Regions from separate parts of the Mus musculus genome. Here region 1 is linked to region 2. Evidence: chromatin contacts called from public promoter capture Hi-C data. All regions are on one chromosome and are shown on one strand. The core of a region is the stretch at or near the end of the contact, and the rest is flanking DNA. Distances in the headings are between cores, read along the strand shown.

What was found. Promoter capture Hi-C pulls out the DNA fragments that hold promoters and counts their contacts.
Region 1: a promoter capture Hi-C map of trophoblast stem cells shows a contact between it and region 2, with 3 times the contacts expected there. The contact joins the enhancer-like site here to the promoter of Tmem81 in region 2. A contact is called at or near these places in 14 of 39 promoter capture datasets (the 3T3-L1 cell line, HPC-7-derived erythroid cells, Sertoli cells and 7 more), 10 of 484 Hi-C or Micro-C datasets (the G1E-ER4 cell line, cerebellar granule neurons, cerebellum and 5 more), 2 of 115 datasets of contacts at active chromatin or transcription factors (cardiomyocytes and embryonic stem cells) and 3 of 9 other capture datasets (adipose tissue, liver and pancreatic islet).

What each region holds. Positions count from the first base shown.
Region 1 is chr1:132,593,517-132,596,216 of GRCm38.p6, forward strand. It overlaps Nfasc (neurofascin), which reads right to left. Exons shown (of 30, transcript NM_182716.4): 23 at 1,968-2,141. Among named protein-coding and RNA genes, the nearest start is that of Gm51646, 47 kb to the left of the region's middle. Within about 2 kb of position 1,310, at least 21 of the 459 cell types and tissues checked have an H3K27ac peak or open chromatin away from gene starts, as enhancers often do. A contact at or near this core is called in Sertoli cells, cerebellum and trophoblast stem cells, where this site is marked.
Region 2 is chr1:132,504,787-132,507,486 of GRCm38.p6, forward strand. It overlaps Tmem81 (transmembrane protein 81), which reads left to right and starts at 1,444. Exons shown (of 2, transcript NM_029025.3): 1 at 1,444-1,710; 2 at 2,379-2,700. The coding sequence starts at 2,672. Rbbp5 (retinoblastoma binding protein 5, histone lysine methyltransferase complex subunit) reads left to right here. Exons shown (of 14, transcript NM_172517.2): 14 at 1-879.

The DNA.
Region 1 (2,700 bases), core at 60-2,559, 89 kb after region 2:
TGAGGATGCTAAGTGGTGTTCAGGGCGTCATGCTCTACCCCACCGGAGCTAGGCGGGTTGTCGTTATTCCACCTGGGGCTTAGAGACCTAACACATTTCTATCCATAATCAAGGGCTTGCCATATAAGAGGTGTCTGCAAGGCACAATTCAGGCAGAGTGTTATATTCCAGCTTTTCCCCCCAGGATTTGTCCTACCCTGGCTGGGCTAAGTGATCCTCTACGATGCCAGGAATTGAGGATAAAAATGTAGGTGGTGCAGGAGCAGCCAATTCTAGGCAACAAGATCCCCTGCAAGATGCTTGATAGTAGGGCAAGGGACCGTCCCAGGCTCATATGTTCAAAGTATGATGGCGCTGAAGGCCCTGGGGCTCTGAAAGCATGTGATCTGGTTTTCTGCTGCCTCAGTTTTCCCCATTAGTTGTAGTTCATAAGATTAGGAACACAAATATGATTGAGAGCTCTAGAATAGATCTCTGAACAATTTCCACAAATCCAAAACCATCTCTGTTCTCTGGAGTTGCAGGAATTCCCCCATCATGGTCACTGGGGTTGGACAAAGTGGCTTTGTCTGCTGCCCTGAGGCGGGAAGAGAGGCTTTCTGGACATCTCTAGAAGTACAGAGAGAGTGTACCCTAGTCTGTCAGTCTCTGGTAGCAGCCCTAACCAACTTCCTGAATGTCCAGGGGTTGGAAGAGGACACCAGGATCGGGAGTTTGTTGTGTGACTACTCCTTATCTAGGAGACCAGAGAGGGACACAGGGGGCTGACAGTCCTTTCCCAACTGCTGCTGCAGCTGTACAAGAATACTGTGCTGAAGCAGCAGGGCCTGGCCGTCCCCTTAGGAAGCACAGCGCTCTCCTGGGACACAGATGAGAATGCTCAGAAGAGCACATCTGGATCAGGAGGAGACCACAGGACCTCATGGGAGACAGGCACTAGTCACGATCATATGACAGTCCCAGGAATACTTATTCACATCGCCCTTTTGGTCTCCCCTTACATATTGAATCTCCCCAAACTTCCTGCCCTTGGCAACACCTTCATTCAGGCAGAAAGACAAAGAACCATTATTGAGGACGTCTCTAGACATTGTGAACTTCTTACTATCTTTATCTCCCTTGCTACTGGTGCAGTGCCTGGCTTGGTACATGAGGGTGGGTCCTCAAAAAAATTACTGTTGCATAGACTATTGTCTCTCTGGAGAGGTAGAGAGTGCTCACCATTTATAAGGCGCTGCCAGTATTGAGGCTTTTAGGGTCCAATTTTTTGGGAGGTTACACTGAAACCAGCAATGCATGCAAATGAGCCGAGAGCGCCCTCTACTGTACACTCAGGTCAGGCACAGCTCTGGCTTGGGATCTTAGAGGTTAGAACTGGCCTTGACTGAGTTCACTTGCTGTTTGTGAAGCTGGCTTGGCAAGAGTTGTTCCCAGCTCCCACCTCTCTGCAACCAGACACCTCATCTTATTCATGTTGTAAAGGGAGAACATATTATTTCCTGCTCTGCTTTTGATCCAGGCAAGCACTTTGCCCTATCTCCTTGGCTCTCTATGCCCTTGGCAAAAGACAGGATGTTCCCAGAGTCCTCAGGGAGGACTCTCAGTAGATGAGCAGTTTGACTCTTTGGAGTTCATCAGGATGGTTATTTCTCATGTCCCCCTGATTGCCTGTCGTCTCACATGTCCTTCCTTATTCCCCTGCAAGGACAGATAGTTGATAAGTAGCTGAGTAAGTCAGGGCAAAGTGGAGGACCAGTCCGCCTGTACATCTAAGAGTGATGATCTTTCCCGATACACTACTGATATCTCTCAGTACCCAAGTCAGGCTGTCTCCTGCAGTGGGCCTGAGGTTCTGTGGCCTCACTTCCTTTCTAGCCGGGAAGGCCAAACCCAGCTTCTGGTGTGTTTCTCTAGGTGTCTAGATTAGTTAGGGCCTTTTACTCCAAGGACTGCCACCGTGGACCTACCTTCATTTGGAGGTGCTGGGGACTCCTCTGTGGCTGCTTCTCCAGAGCCCACCTGTGTCCTGGCACTGAGGGAGAAGCGGTAACGCGACACTGGGTCTGCTCTCTGCACAGAGAACTTGGTCTGATTGGGAGAGAAGTTTTCCACCATCTGCTTTCCCAGTTTGGTTCCATTAACTGGGGAGAGAGACAAGTGGGAGGTTTGATAGGACAGCTTTCGGAGTTTCTGGAAGAGGAATGTGGCCCCTGCCCAGCAATACTCAAGACCTGATTTAAAGGCGGGCATCGGGACCTCCCACTATAAGTACTGAGGAACTTCCAGTGTTCCTCAGGGTTCACATTTGTCACTGAGCCCAGCGTCTCTAGCCTCCTGAAAGTCTCGTGGCCAATTCTAAAAGCTCAGCTTGCACTTCCCAAGCCCCCGGTCAAGGTCAAATCTTTGGAATTCTTCTCTTCTGTCCAAATAGAACCGGGGAAATCCCCCAGGGCCTTGATTGCTACTGCCTCTTTTGTAAAAGACCACACTTTCTTCAATACAGGAGGGTAAAGGTCAGATCCAGAGATCAATTCAGAACAGCATGGAAGACACACTGCTAAAGTGTCAGTAACAGGTCCCTGGCCCTTTGGGCTTCCCAGAGAGGGGCAGCACTGTCTACACTGGACGTCTTAACATTGTTGAAGTGTGATGGCATCCCTGTTCCTATGGAGACTCCTGAGCATCCTCAGATGCCTGCGC
Region 2 (2,700 bases), core at 194-2,693:
TCACTTCCTTTCTGTGAAAGGTTGCTTAGCTTTTACCCTTCTCTTTCTCACCTTGGCTCTCTCTGCATTTGCTGTTCTTTTAATAAAAATAGCAAATTGAATGGATTTGTACAATAAGTGTTTGAAATTTTCTGAAAATCCAAAGTCAGGAAGCCAAGTGTGCGAAGGGTTAGTGACGCCTCTGGCAATAGCTTTGGCTTGCCCTGGGCCATACTCTGTCAGCACTGAAAGGAGGTTTAAATACTATGCTAATTGTGAAATCTCTTATCAGTTGGTGGAGGCTCCTTCAGACAGCCAAACCCGTTGATTACATTGTACTGTGGTAGATGTGACAGGGACACGCTGGAAGTTTCTAGTTCTGTTGCTCCTGTGCTGCTTCCAAGTGTGAGTGAGACCAATGGTTGTGATTGGTAAGTGGCTCACGGGATGTTTTTATTTGTAGACATTACCTCCATGTCATGTCTCTGTACAGCACACTGCAGTGGTGTGCAAGCTGATGCAGGGGTTTCTGCCTTCCCTGTGTGAAGTGGCTTGATTTCCCTCCATCTGGATGCTAATGCTGTGTCCCATTTCCATTAATGAGCTACTGAGTAAATCAGCTCAAACCCTGCCAGATTGTCTCTGGCAGCAGCTCCTAATAATTATTTATGCTTTGGGAATCTTTTTGTCGGCTTCTAGAACCTTCCGTCCACTCTCAGCTTAGGTTTTTGATTTGTGTAATATATGTATATTCTTTTTCCTTGCTGTCGTCCTCCCTGCCTCTCCGTTTTGTTTCTTAAAATGTTCTGTAGTTTTGTACAAGATGAGACTTAGCCTTGGGTACTTCTTGCTAAAGCTTTAATGCTTTGTAAATAAAATTGGATGTTTATTAAACCACAAGTATACATGCTTGTTTGTAAACACTGCCTGCTTCTGGAACTCAGCAGCCATCTTTGTGTTTGTACAGTAGAAAATACGTGTGGATTTTAGATCTTTCTCTGTGGTCATTTGGATCTGGAAAGGTCAGGCAGTTTGGAGTCCTTCCGTTGTCCAAACTAGAAATAAATGATTTGAGCCAAAAGCTGATGTTAATGAAAACAGTCACATAGGGTTTTCTTATTATAAGCTTTGAAGAGGCCACAGTGCTAGGCATTCAGGGAGGTTATAGTAGTGCACCTAGAGGTTCTAGCCTTCCAAGGATCTTTGTTAGTCTAAATGTAGTTAATATTCTTCCTTGTTAATCCTGTTCTCTGATGAAGTAATTTTAACATCAATACAGAATAGTTGTTATCTCATAAAGAATAAGATATCTCAGAGACTCAAGTAGTATGGTTTCAAAGATTACCAAATCTGTCTGCTTGCTACTCTGTTCTGTCGCTAAGAACCCATCTTTAGCATCATAGCTGCTTCATAGCAACCTTCATTGATGCGAACAATGAGCTCTTCTGTGCTGCGGGGGTAAATAGAGCAGACCAGAGTCAGGCAGCACCAGTCCGCCTCACACTAGGCAGGTCCTGATTCACTTAGAACAGGACGAGCTGCCTCTGCCATAGCGTACTCACTTGCTCCTTTGGAAGGGTGTGTTGGACTAAGTCTCTAACCTGGGCTGGTCTCACATGGGTGTATAGCTGAAGCTGACCTGGAACTTGTGATCTTCGTGAGTGCTGGGAGAAGGGCTGTGCAAACTCCCAGTTTATGTGGTGATGGGGATCAAAACCGAGCTTCATGCAGGTGCAGAACGCGTGCTGCCACACTCCACTAAAGCTTTTTCTTTTCAGGAGACAGGTCTTAGAGTTAGCCCGTTTAGCCCAGGCTAGCCTTGAATTTGCCAGCAGTCCTGCCTCTTTGAGGCTGCTGTCACCATACCTTGCTTTCCATTTCTTTGAAAGTCTATACAGTGAAGGTAGTTAAACCTGGGAATGGGGCTTTCAGGTGCAGTGTTCAAAGGGACCTACCTGAAATGGACAAGGGGGGAGTCACGTGGCTCCAGCCCAGAGTTGTCTGTTTTTTTCAAGACGGTTTCTTGGTGTAACAGCGCTGGTTATCCTGGAACTCGATCTGTGGACCAGGCTGGCCTTGAATTCACAGAGATCCACCTGCCTCTGTCTCCTGAGTTCTGGGATCAAAGGTATGCGCCACCAGGCCCAGCCAAAGTTATCTTTCTAATAGAGGTGGTTTAGGAATATTCACAGTAAATTATTCAAGATATTCGAATTAACATCCTAGCCCAACCTTGCCTCACCCCTTTTGTAAGACTGGTTTTGTATCTGATCAGATTTAGTACGGGACTTTGAAACTCTCCCACAGTTTGGGAGGGAGGGAAAGAGTTAGCTTATACACCTGGGTAACATGGAAATTCACTTCAGCTTCTCAGGTCTTTTCCTTTTTTCCTTCTAAAGCCTGTGGGTTTAAGTTCATTAGGAAGCGACCAGAATTGTGCCCTGGAAGACGCCCCTGGCAGGCTTAAGCAAGCAAGCTTAGAGAGTCAAGCGACAATACTGTAAAAAGTCTTCCTGCCTGTGGCCTTACCTAAGACTATGGACCCCGCTTCTGTGCACATCTGTGCATGTGTCTGTTTTGCTGACAACTGTACATTATAATCTCTCAATGCTCAGGGCTATTCCAAGCTGGAGGCTCTGTTGTGGTACAATAGAACATTCATCTGGAATGCCTGCTAGTAAAATACTGAGTCATGAAGACTGGGGCCATCGTTTTTATCCT